2 separate regions of the Callithrix jacchus genome follow, and region 1 is linked to region 2. Evidence: chromatin contacts called from public Hi-C data. All regions are on one chromosome and are shown on one strand. The core of a region is the stretch at or near the end of the contact, and the rest is flanking DNA. Distances in the headings are between cores, read along the strand shown.

Region 1 (7,171 bases), core at 3,178-5,677, 880 kb after region 2:
GGGTCTACTGCCCTGCAGACCCCAGGATGGTAGAGCCATGGGCAGCTTGCATCCTGAGTCTGGGAAAGATTCAGACTCAACCTCAATCTGTGAGAGCAGATACAGAGGCTGCACCGTGCGAAGCCACAGAGGCAAGGCTGCTTGAGGCCTTGGGAGCCTACCCCTTGCACCAGTGTGTTCTGGATACAGGACATGGAGTTGAGGATTATTTGGGAGCTTTGAGGTTTAATGTCTGCCCTATTGAGTTTCAGACATGCATGGAGCCTTTAGTGTCTTTAGACCAATTTCTCCCTTTTGGAATGACAATGTTTACCCAATGCCTGTACTGCCATTTTATCTTGGGAGTAAATAACTTGATTTGATTGTATGGGCAGAGAGATGGAAGGAGATGAGACTCAGATGAGAAAGGACTTTGGACTTGAAGCTGGAATGAGTTAAGACTTTTGGAGACTACTGGCAGGGAATGACTGTATTTTGCAATGTGAGAGGACATGATATTTAGGGGGCCAGGGGTGGAATAATATGGCTTGGATGTCTGTTTCCTCCAAATCACATGTGGAAATGTAATCCCCAGTGCTGGAGGTGGGCCTGGTGGGAGGTCGCACCACTGGGTGGGGGCAGATCCCGCCTAAGTGGCTTAGTGCCGTCTCCTTGGTGATAAGTGAGTTCTCGCTCTGAGTTCATGAGATAGCTGGTTGTTTGAAAGTGTGTGACACCTCCACCCTCTCTCTCTCACTCCACTTTCACCATGTAACATGCCTCCTGCCCCGTTACCTTCCACCATGGTTGAAAGCTTCCTGAGGCCTCACTAGAAGCTGAGCAGATGCCAGTGCCATGCTTCCTGAACAACAGTGAGCCTGCAGAACAGTGAGCCAATTAAACCGCTTTCCTTTACATATTGCCCAGGCTCAGGGATTCCTTTATAGCAATGCAAGAACAGATGAACACACTAATTAGGGACATGCAAATGAAAACCATAATGAGATACCACTCACACACATTAGGATGGTCACTATTAAAAAAACAGAAAATAAGTGTTGCTGAAAATGTGGAGAGATTGGAACCTTTGTGCAATGTTGGTGGGAATGCAAAATGATGTATCTGCTGTTTCTCAAAAAATTAAAAATAGAATTAGTATATGATCCAGCAACTTCATTTCTGGGTATATACCCAAAAGGATTGAAAGAAGGTCTCAGATATTTGTACACCATGTTGATAGCATCATTATTCACAATAGCTAAAATGTGAAGGCTCCCTGAGTGTCCATCAATGAATGAATGGAGAAGCATAATGTGGTAGATACATGTAATCGAATATTATTTAGCCTTTAAAAAACCCTCTGACATATGCTACAACATGAATGAGCCTTGAGGACATTTTGCTATGTGAAATAGGCCAGTCACAGAAGGACAAATGATGTATGAGTCCACTTACATGAAGTACCCACAGTAGTCAAAACCATGGAGACAGAAAGTAGAATGTTGGTTTCCAGGGCTAGGACAGAGAGGTATGGGGAATTGCTGTTTAGGAAATACAGCGTTTGTTTTATGAGATAAAAAGCGTCATAGAGACAGATGGCGGTGATTCGTCGCCTGACATTATGAACGCCCTTAATACCACTAACTGTACACTTAAAATGGTTAACATGAGGCTGGGCATGATGGCCTCAACTTAACCTATGATCCCAACACTTTGAGAGGCTGAGGCATGAGGATCAGTTGAGCTGGGAGTTCAAGACCAGCCTGGGCAACACAGGGAGACCCTGCATATACAAAAATAAAAATAATTAGCCACAATAAATTGTGTCTACCAGATTAAATTGTGGTAGTGTGCAGCTGTGTCCCAGCCGCTCAGCTATTTGGGAGCCTGGGCAGGAGAATTGCTTGAGCCCTGGAGGTCGAGGCTGCAGTGAGTCAGGATTGTCCCACTGCACTCCAGCCTTGGCAACAGAGTGAGATCCTGTTAAAAAAAAAAAAATGGTTAAGTTGGTAAATTTTATGTTATGTGTATATTGCCTCAATTTTTAAAATGGAAAAAATAAGATCATCAGTATTATTAGTCATCAGGGAACTGTAAAATAAAACCACAATGAAATATCCTGTACACCCACAGGAATGGCTAAAATTAAAATACCTGACAAAACGGGAACTTTCACACATTGTCGGTGTTACAGACTGATTGTGTCCCTCCAGATCTCAGATGTCGGAACCTCCAGTGTGACTGTATTTGGTGATAGGACCATTAAGGTTAAGATTAAGGTTAAATAAATTCATAAAAGCTGGGGGCCTTGATTCAACAGAATTAATGTCCTTATAAGAAAAGGCACTGAAGAGCACGCTCTTTCTTTCTGTCACTCTCTCTCCCTCTCTCTCCTCTCCCTCCTCTCTCTCTCTCTCTCTCTCTCTCTCTCTCTCTCTCTCTCTCTCTCTCTCTCTCTCTGTCTCTCTCCCCGCACTCATACACTAAAAAAAGGTCATGTAAGCACACAGCAAGATGGCAGCGACCTTCTTGGCTGGAAGAAGCCCTCAGCCTGGTACCCTGACCTGGGGCTTCCTGCCTCCAGAACTGTGAGAAAGTAGATGTCTGTTGTTTGAGCCATCCTGCCTGTGGTATTTTGTTATGGCAGCTTGAGCTCATTAATACAGTTGGAAAAAGCATGAAGTAGCACAGCCACTCTAATAGGGCTGGTGGTTTCTTATAAAACTAAACACAACCTACCCTGTGACCTAACAATCCCACTTCTAGGTATTTATCCAAGAGAAATGTAAATGTGTGTTCACAAAAAGACAGGAATTTTCCTAGCAGCCTAATTTGCAATAACCAAAAATCAGAAACAGCGAAGTGGATGAGCAAACTGTGATGCACCTATACAACAGAATACCACACAGCAATACAAAGGGCCAGATGACTGATACACACAGTGACACAGCTGTGTCTAAAAGCATTCTGCTGCATAAATGAAGGGTTGTGCAAGAGTACCTATCATATGATTCCATGGATACGGAGTTCTAAAACTGGCAAAGTAATTTATGTTGCGGAAAATAAGTCAAAACAACTGCTGCATCTAGGGACCGGAGCAGGGATCGATTAGGAAGAGGTATGAGGAAACTTTCTGGGTGGCTGATTAGGCTTTATATCTTGACTGTAGTCCAAGTTTACATTGGTAGATGTGCACTTGCTAAAACTCAGAGGTACAGTTCATATACATATTTCTTCGTATATATTTTACCTCAAAGGGAAAAAAATGGTGATAAATATTGAATCCTGGGCAGTAACTTGCATATGGAACTATGTCAGGGATATGTACCAACTGGTTCCCATCCCTCTCTAGCCTTCTCTCTGCTGCTCCATCTGTGGCACCAGCATGGTTTACTCCCAGGAGTTATGGCTGAGATGGCTGCGAGCTGTGCTTCTTAAACTCCCCCATGCAAACAAATCACCTGAACAGCTTGAAAAGATGCAGATTCTGAGTGGATAGACCTGGGTCGGGGGCTGAGATGCTGTACTTCTAACAAGTGCCCAGGTGCTGCTGCTGCTGGTAAGTCTTCAGCCCACACTTTGAGTAGCAAGGACTTAGAATCTCGCCCTTCTACCTCTTCACCTCTGTTCCCACAAGTTATTTCTTCTCCAGCTTGGATTACTTTCCCCATCCCGTGCACTGGTCTTGGCTGTGCCCATCCATATCCCACCTTTTCTTATCCCTCCTTTTCCAGTAGATCACAACTGATATTAATGATCATGATGAGTAACAACAATAACAATGATTCGTGAGGCCTTACTGCTGCCAGGGACCACACTGCGTGCTTCACAAGCATTACTGTGCTTCATCTTCTTAACAGCCCTCTGAGGCCAATACTAGTATTGCTCCCAGTTTACAGATGAAGAAACCTTAGGGAGGTTAAGTATTTGCTCAAGGTCAGATAGGCTTAGCCAGCTGGATGCTTCCTTTTGCTCTAGTTGCTGACATCCTTATGGTAACTGTGTGTGTGTGTGTGTGTGTGTGTGTGTACTTGTACACTGGCATGTTTTCACTTTCCACTGAGGACACTTCCTGAGGGTATCGACCAAATAATTCTCTTTATCTCTTCCCTTTCTATCTCCCTTCTTTCTCTCTCTCTCTCTTCCCAATTATAGCCTTTGCCGAAGCAAGGCCTCTTCTTCAAAATAGGACACACCCCTCCTAGCCTTATCTGTGACCACAGCACAGGGTGCCACTCTCCTCTCCCACAGGCTAAGGGCATCCCCCATCTTGGAACTCCCTGCTCTTGCCCCATGACCCCCAGCAGCTGCTCTCTCCCCCTGCCCTGGTTCACCTTATCCCTACTCCGATGGCTCCTTCCAGTCTAGTCTCCCCATCCCAGGGCGTCTGGAGTCTGGGCAGTGGCCTGTCCCCCTTGACTTGGAGGAGACCCCTGAAAGCTGCCCAACTCCCACCCCAAACACACCTCAACCACCCCGTTAGATCCCGGTCGCTGCTATTCCCCCCTCGAGCTGCAGGCTCGGTAGGTCAGGGACCAGGCCCGTCTTGTCACGGCTGTGTCACCAGTGCCTGGCATTTAGCCACAGTAGGTAGGCGAGGAAGGGGGTCTCCCAGCCTGGCCTGGGCTGGGCGGAGCGTCTTCAGCACACCTAAGTAATCTTGCACCCATTCGGTCTCTCTGTTACCCTCCAGCCTAAGCCCGGAAGCCCACAGGCTCAGGCTGTTCTCAGACCTAGGATATTTCCCACCCCAAGCCCCAAACCCTATGCTGCAGTTCCCAGCCCTTCCTTCTTCAGCACCCCTTCCTCTTCCCACAGGCTGCTCCGCGGTTTCTCTCTGCCCTCCCCAAGACGGCTCTTGGGAGGGTATGTTACTTTCCCAGACAAGCTCAGAGATGCAATTTCTCCTCCTAAGAGGTTAGGCTAATTGCTCTTCCCAGAAGAAAATCCTCGGAGGTTTTCCTTGTGGTGGACTGGAAGGTTTGAAAATTATATGTTCAGAACAACATCGGGTTACTATATTAAATCCAGTTTCACGGATCGCGGCCATGGGGAGCACAAGCGCCACCTGCTGGCCAACTGCGGAATTCCAAGAGAGGAGGAGACCTGAACACCACGGGCTCAGGACGCACAGTCCCTGGTCACTATTCAAGTGTACCGTCCTACATTTCGCTTTGGTTTTTCTCATTGTTGGAGTATTTTCTTATTGATACATCATAGCTGTACATATATTGGGGGTATATGTGTTTGTTTTTAATTTAATTCGTTTTTTATTCTCTTTCTCCTCCCCTCCGCCCCTCCCCGACCTCTCTTCTTTTGGGACAGGATCTCCCTCTGTGGCCCAAGCTGGTCTCAAACTCCCAGCCTCAAGCACTCCTTCCACTTCCGCCTCCCAGAGTGCTGGGATCACAGGCATGAGCCCCACGCCCAGCCTCAGGTGATATTTTTATTGCATGTATACAACATGTAAAGAGAAAATCAGGACCATTAGAATACACATCACCCCAACCATTTATCTTATAATGTTGGGAACATTATAAGCCTTCTAGCTATTTTGAAATATGCAATGCTATTATTAATTATAATTCACCTGCAGTATTATCAACTACTAGATATTCCCTCTGTGTAGCTGTATGTTTGTACCCATTAGCCAGCCTCTCTCATCTTCCCCAGCCCCCCTTCCCAGCTTCTGTTAACTGTCATTCTCCACTCTAGCTCCATGAGATCCACTTTTGTTTTTAGCTTCCACATGAGTGAAATTATGTGGCATTTGTCTTTCGGTGCCTGGCTTATTTCACGTAATATGTTGATCTCCATTCCATCCATGTTGCTGCAAATGATAGGATTTTTATCATTTTTTTATAGCTGAATAATATTTCATTGTGTATATATGTCACATTTTCTTTCTTTATTCATCCATTGATGGCACTTACATTGATTCCATATCTTGGCCATCATGAATAGTGCTGCAATAAACAGGAGTGCAAATATCTCTTCAATTTACTGATTTCCTTTCTTTTGGATAGATATAGATATATCCATATAAACGATGGTCCATCCATGTGATGGAAAACCCGGCATACCACTGAAAACAATGAGAGAGATCCATACCCACTTATGCAGAGCCATCTTCAAGAAGCAATGTTGAAGCAACATGGTGAGAAAGCACCATGGTGAGTGTCTGGACCGTGGTGATGGTTGTACAACTCTATAAATTTACCTTAAAAATCACTGAGCTAAACTGGGCACAGTGGCTCACGCCTGTAATCCCAGCACTTTGGTAGGCCGAGGCAGGCATATTGCTTAAGCTCAAGAGTTTGAGACCAGCCTGGGAAACATGGTGAAACTCATCTCTACAAAAAATATAAAAATTGGCCAGGCATGGTGGCGCATGGCTGTAGTCCCAGCTACTAGGGAGGCTGAGGTGAGAGGATTGCTTGAACTTGGGAGGTTGAGGCTGCAGTGAGCTGAGGTCATGCCACTACATTTGAGCCTGGGCAACAGAGTGAGACCTCCTCTGTGACCATCTCACACACACATAAAGAGAAAAACAAAAGTCACTGAACTGTACTCTTTAAATGAGGGAATTGTATCGTATGTGAATTATACATTAATAAAATGTTTTTTAAAGACTATAAAAGATATAACTTATTCTCTTCTATAAAACTAAATAAAAATACACATATAGGTTGGTGTGTGCATGGTAACCTTCTGGAAGAATATGTGAGAAACTTAATAGTGATTATTTCTTGGGGAGGGGAGAGGTTTATTACATACACTGTACAATATATATTTTTTTACCATAGCATGTACATTCAGTAATTTTTAATAGTTGCATTTATCCTTTTATAGATTATCCATTACAATAGTTTCCACAGCAGCAATTGACCCAGGAATTTAAATAGAATAAAAAATGCCTTTAATATTTTAACAACTTGAGGAAACGAGGAATTTTTTTCTTCACCAAAAGGCATAGGCTTTATACACAAGGAACTTACCTCCTTATAAATAGAATTTAAAGAAAACATTTCTTCCATGATGATAAGACCTGGAATAAACACACACACAGTGGTGTTTTTTTTTTTACTGCTGATAAAATAATAGCTGTTTGTTATGGAAGTTTTAAAATAGAGAAAAACATTAAAAAGAAGAAAACAACAATCCCCTGTAACCTCACCCAGTTACAGCAACT
Region 2 (6,660 bases), core at 3,031-5,530:
TTTATTTTTGCATTATGGGTATTATGAATAATGCAGTAATGAGCATCCACGTACAAGCTTTTGTTTGGACATATGTTTTTATTTCTCCTGGTTATATCCTCAGGAGTAGAATTGCTGGATCATATGGGAACTCTGTGTTTAATATTTTGAGGAACTGTGAAGCCATTTTTCCAAAGTCCTGCCAGAAATGAGTTAGGGTTCCAGTTTCTGCACATCCTCACTAATACGTGTCATCTTTTTCTTAAAAATTACAATCACCCTAGTGACTGTAGGGTGTGAAGTGGTTATATCATTGTGGTTTTTTATTTGCATTTTCTAATGGCTAATGATGTTGAGAATTTTCAAGTGCTTACTGACCATTTATATATCTTTTTTGGAGAAATGTCTATTTAAATCTCTTGCCCAATTTTAATGAGTTGTTCATCTTCTTCTTATTTTATTATTTATTTATTTGTTTTTGAGATGGAATCTTGCTCTGTCACTCAGGCTGGAGTGCAGTGGCATGATCTCGGCTCACTGCAAACTCCGCCTCCCAGGTTCAAGCGATTCTCCTGCCTCAACCTCCTGAGTAGCTGGGACTACAGGTGCACACCACCATGCTCAGCTAATTTTTGTATTTTCAGTAGAGATGGGGTTTCACCATGTTGGCTGGGATGGTCTCGATCTCCTGCCCTTGTGATCCACCTGCCTAGCCTCTCAAAGTGCTGGGATTACAGGTATGAGCCACCATGCCTGGCCTATTATTGTGTTTTAAAGAGCTCATTTTATATGTTGGATTCATTTTCAATTTTCTTTCCCATTCTGTCCTGTTACTTTCTTCATGGTCTTCTTTGAAGCAGAATTATGTTATCATCTTCTGAGAACTATGTCCACCTTCTCAAGGTTTTTCTGTAGAATGACTCATCAGTACGGATTCTTGACCAAGGCTTTTCAACTGGATTATGTGAGTTTCATAACGAAGTCTGGCATGTGCTCCAGTGAGTTTCAATTTTTAAAATTTTCATTTTTTACAATGTGAGAATGAATTCCAGACTAATAACATTTATGTGAATAGTTCTAAGCTTTGCTTCCTAAAGTGTAACTGTTAAGCCTTCTGGAATAACAGTGCAGTTGTCCCTTAAGAAAGATTTTTTATATTGATGTCTTGCAACTGGCTTAAATTCTTCAGGCACTTTCTCTCCCGGTTCCTCTCCACACCCAGAGAGAGATTTTAGATAATCTTGTGCATTGAGTAGAATCAAGAGATGAGTCAGGAAAGTTTTCTAACAAATAATACTTTTCATGGAGGCCACACAACTTAATTTCGATTCTGAAGTGACAGTAACTGTCAGTTTTGCTCCTTCAAGTTGATGGACAAATTTGTAATCATGAGCATATTGCATAATGGTGACATAATTGAGGGCGTAGGCCTATCCTTTAGAACATAGCACCCAGGAGAATTGTGTTCAGTACATAACATAAAGATAACGTTAAGGTGGTTGTGAAACTCCTTGCTGTCAAATAGCAGGAACTTCTCAGTCATTTTGTGTATAGTTTGCTTTGTAGATGATGCTGTTCTTCAGCAGAAAACAGTTGATGTCTCCATGTCATATTGGCATCTGTGGTTGAGAATAGCTCAAATACTATTAAATTAAACTTGTGTGTGTGATAGTGTGCTTGCCCAGATGGACTCCTTAGCACTGTATGACTCTCGAGAAAATGGTCTCACTTGACAATTTCATTGCCACCTAAGATTTTTATTTAGTGGGTGAGGAAGTGATTTTAGTGACTTATATGATTTGCCATCTAGGAAGATAATTGGTAAACTTAGGCTTGAGAAATGAAGAGATCTGTTATGTAAGAAAAACACTGATCAAAAGAACAATATTTGTTGTTGTTGACCAGCTCTGACTGTGTGCATCTGGGCTTTAATTTGAGAGATTAATTGAAAAATAATTATTTGACATTTAGCACTTTGTTAGGTACTAGGAAATTAGAGCAAGTAAGAGATAATTTCATATCTTGAATTACTTAAAATGGGAGGAAGACAGACATACAGGTGGATACTTTTTTCTGATATATTAGATAAAGGCTTTACTATTTTCCCTCCTCTAATGTGGAAACACACACAAACAGGAGCAAAAAAGGGAATACCAAATTCATTTTAAATACATGTATGTACCCAATATATATTATATGTCATCTTACTCTAGGATGTTAGCCTTAAAAAGGAGGAAGCCAAATTGTGCATGCTTTTATATAGATTCTTGCAAAGCTAGATAGTGTATATAAAATTGACAGTAGTAAGTGAAATACCTAATTCCTTTAAAGAAAGAAAACTCCAACAGTTAGGGTAAGAACTTTATTTAAAAAAAAAGACAAGAATGAAAAAAATGCACAATTCAGAATAGTGATGATCATTGCATGGAGGCAGGAAGATGGTTTTTGGTAGAGGCCCATGTGCAGCTTCGCTGGGATTGTGTTTTAGTTAGCTTGGGCTGCTATAGCAAATTACCATATAGATTAGGTAGCTCAAATAACCAACATTTATTTCTCACAGTTCTGAAGGCTGGAAGTCTGAGATCAGGGTGGAAGCACGGTTGGGTGGCCTCTTCCTGGTTATGTCCTCACATGGCTGTTCCCATCATAGAGACTCCAACTTCAAGATTTAATCTAACCTTAATGACCTACCTAAAGGCCCTATGTCTAAATACCATTACATTGGGGATTAGGGTTTTAATACATTAATTTTGGGAGGACACAAACATTTAGTCCATAGGAGATTGGAAATATTCTAATTCATAAATTCAGTGCTGGGTTCATTAGGTATATATTCTTTAATTATGCTTCATAACCCACATTATACATATATGAAACAAAAGTTATATATATAAAACTATGTAACTATATATATAAAACAATAGTTTTATGTATATAACTAACATAAAACAAAAGTTATATATATAAAACTATGTAACATTTGACAAAGCTTTTCTCTATTTAAATGTAGTAAAATATATATATGTAAAATATATATGCATCTGTCAAGTGTTACATCTGTCAAACATTACATATATTTTACATATATGTGCATCTGTCAAATGTTATGTAGTTTTTTTTTTAAAAAGATATTTCCGTAACTAAACATTTCCCAGTCTGAATTTCTTGAAAGCTTTTGCTTAGGTTAAGTTGTGGGAGAAAAACTGAACTTACCCGGTTAGCTATACTATCTCTTAGCTGTCTTTTTACTTTATCCATCTATTTTTTACTTTTTTTTCGAAACACAGTAACACTAGTGGAGAGGTCTTTTCACATTGCCTGACTCTCCTGGTCTGTCCCATAAGGTTCCATGTACTCTGTCCAGAACTCAGCTTATATATCAGAAGATTCTGTCTGGTCTGCTCAGTCAGAGATATAAGTTCTCATTACCTCAGTGTGTGTGTTTGTATCTGTATTTAATGATGTTTGTGCTTGGCTTTGGCTCGGAATTTTGAAATCTTTGCAGAGTTTCCCAATTTGGTGGACAGTTTTAGAAATAAGGATGTCAGTAGGGAAAAAAAAAAGCACAGAAAAATAGTTTCCTCTTTCATCTGTGTCCCACATTATACAAATGTTCACTGAAAACAGCACCAATTTTCTGGGAAAGGTTTTGACTAAGACTTTTCTCACCCTTTACCCCTACTCTTCAATTCATGGTTCCTTCTTATAACGTGGTCATGTGCTTGCCCAAGCCTGGCTTATGAACCGTGCAGAATATTTGTGGGGTTTTGTTTTTTAAGCCCTAAACTGTGCACATGATGCAGTATTTAATTTGGAATGAGCTCTAAGTTTAGTCACATGTGCTTCTTGTGGTGTTTATCTTGGAATCCACAAGTAGGAGGGAAGTATTTTTGCATTTTATACATCTGGACATTGTTCATGGTCCTTCTGTAACTTGGGAATTCTGTGTGGAGCAAAATCCGAAGAAGGGTATTAAAAATAACATGGAGTTATAATGACATCTAATTCAAAACCCTTGAGAATACCCTTCTGATCCCAGCAGAGTTCTTTTTTGAGGTGGTGAACTTTTTCAATTGTGTGTGGTTCACTGCTGGCCTGAGGAGAATGCTGGGATTATAAGGTTACCTGATACCCTTGCATGTAGGCTAATGGGTTTCTAGACATTCTGAAAGTCTGTTGCAGATTTGGCATGGAGGAAGATTTTGCCTTAATTTTGCATGGGGTAAGATAGGTAAAGTGATTTCTACTCCCTGCTGCTATGCCTCTGTCACAAGCATTGTAAGAGACCTGTTAGACTCTCCCTATTGCTCTCTTAAACTTGCCTAATTCCAGCCAGCTTAGAGCTAAAAGTTGACCCTGAGAATGCCTCATGCTCTCTGTCAGAACTGGGGGTTTAGTAAACTTATCCTTCCCCTGATTTCATATAAGAAGTTGTTTTGAACAGGATTGGACATACAGATATAGCACAGTCACTCCTCCTTTTGGCTAGGGGTCTGCTAGAATGGAAGCAGTGGGAAGGGATGTACAGAAACTACTGCTCTTTGAGTGAGTTTGCATATGGACAGTATTGCTTTTTGGCCCCAGCCTAGTTTTCTTTTATTCCCAAGTCTCATCTTTTATGCAGCTGCAGAGAGCAGGCTGGGAAAGCAGAATGAACGCTTCAAACAGATTTGCACTTCAATAAAAGAAAGAGTGATTTCTCTTGTTCAGAGTACAGACCAGTTTGGGTAGAAAACTGTTTGCTTTTTTACTTTCTGGGTAGGGACTCTTTGCTTTTCTCTCTTTAAATGTAGTAAAGAGAGGAAAAGTGAATAAAGTAGTTAGACCTGCTGGTTATAATTCACAGAGAATTTTCAAATGTGTTTAATAAAGTCTCTCGTATAATTATAACAGAAATAAGTAATTGGTGGGGAAAGGTTAAAATCCTGTCGAGGTTTAAGAATCAGTTAAATACGAGGCAGTATGCTTGGATGAGACAACTCAACTAGGAGCTGCTTCTCTTTGCTGATTTCTCTGGCTTTTGGGATTTTCCCCCTTTTACTTTCATAATGCATTCTGCAACTTTCATTATAAAAATCCATCAATGTGTACACTTCTAGCACATAAACACATCCTGGTCCTATTTTGGAAATCACAATGTAGAGAGAATAGCTTGACTTCAGCTGGAGAGAAGTTAATGATAGGAAACCCAAGGATTGATACCAAGATCGTGCTTGTTTAGTGTTTTAATGACTCCAGAAGGAAATGGTGAAATCTGCTGATGACATCAAATTGTTTTTGCTGATCCAAACAAGGATTTCTTGGAAGCTGCTTCAGAGCATTTGGAATAGTAGAAGAATTGAGCAATATGGTGGCAGACACACTGAACTTAAAGTGAAGGTTTATGTGAAGTAGCAGGAGTAACGTCAATGCGTTGAAGTTTCAAAGCCTGCCAAGTCTTCCAAGAAGACTACAGAGTCTTTACAGTTTTATGAAAGGAAGACTTAAGACAGAGAACATTGATATGTATAACAAATGAAAACTATATGGGAATAGTTGCAGTTATAAAATTCAGTGACTTAAAAATATGATGCCCGAGTTTCTTTCTTTTTAAATGTCAGCAGTAGTGTATCCAAATGAATGTTGTTTCTCTCAAAATGGTCGTAGAAGATATATACCCATTTAATGCATACTTCTTTCTTGGTAAGTTCTTTTGTCAGTTTTCTGTGGTGGCAGGTCTTTCTTTTGTAGGCTGTTTTGAATTTTGAAACAGTCAACTGTCATTTAGAGCCGAGTGTGATGAGTAAGATGGGTAGTCAAACTAATAGACTGAAATATATTAAATATAATAAATAAAATGTAAAGTAGTAAAACATATTTTCTTTTATTGCTTTCAAAACAGACTCTAAAGGAAATTACCAATGAGAAATTGCAAAAAATTTTTGTGTACTAGTAGTATTAGATTAGTTCTTGGTTGATACATTTCACAAACATCACTTATTTAGATATGTAAGTTATGAGGCTTGTACTAATACACATTTTCTTATATTGGAGACAAACCATGTTTATAAGTGACCTTTTAAAACTTTTTTCTTTGTGCTCCCTAAATATACACTTAGGGAGGAAGAAGGAGGTTTTGAATTAACTGGAGATTTCCTTAATATGTTGAGTTTTCTGGCTAAAGGTACATCTTTGTAATGAAAAAGACCCTGTGGGTTAAAAAATATGATGGGTACTGTCATAGGCGCCGTGGGCTGGCCATCTTTATCCATCCATTTGTCTATTATTCCTTCCTTCCATCCATCCATCCATCCATCCATCCATCCATCCATCAAATCATTTTTTACCACTGGCTGTGGAGTTGACATCCATTTATTTTAAAAGAACAGTGAATTACAGCTCTTTTCCTCAAGATGCTTGGTTTTATTTGCATGGTGGTATATCCATGTAAAACAAATAAACAGTCTGGGCACAGTGGCTCAGACGCGTATAATCCCAGCACTTTGGGAGGCCGAGGCGAGTGGATCACGAGGTCAAGAGATTGAGACCATCCTGGTCAACAAGGTGAAACCCCGTCTCTACTAAAAATACAAAAATTAACTGGGCATGGTGGTGCGCGCCTGTAGTCCCAGCTACTCCGGAGGCTGAGGCAGGAGAATTGCTTGAACCCAGAAGGCGGAGGTTGCAGTGAGCCAAGATTGT

What was found. A called contact is a pair of places that touch in the nucleus more often than the background predicts.
Region 1: a Hi-C map of induced pluripotent stem cells shows a contact between it and region 2, with 4 times the contacts expected there. The contact joins two enhancer-like sites. A contact is called at or near these places in 3 of 3 Hi-C or Micro-C datasets (induced pluripotent stem cells and skeletal muscle).

The regions. Positions count from the first base shown.
Region 1 is chr8:103,826,029-103,833,199 of calJac240_pri, forward strand. It overlaps LOC144577434 (a long non-coding RNA gene), which reads left to right. Exons shown (of 2, transcript XR_013521298.1): 1 at 1-5,416; 2 at 6,006-6,619. Among named protein-coding and RNA genes, the nearest start is that of ZFP36L1, 53 kb to the left of the region's middle. Within about 2 kb of position 4,428, at least 6 of the 16 cell types and tissues checked have an H3K27ac peak or open chromatin away from gene starts, as enhancers often do.
Region 2 is chr8:102,941,756-102,948,415 of calJac240_pri, forward strand. The region is part of intron 6 of RAD51B (RAD51 paralog B); the gene reads left to right. It also overlaps the pseudogene LOC103795813. Among named protein-coding and RNA genes, the nearest start is that of RAD51B, 110 kb to the left of the region's middle. Within about 2 kb of position 4,281, at least 8 of the 16 cell types and tissues checked have an H3K27ac peak or open chromatin away from gene starts, as enhancers often do.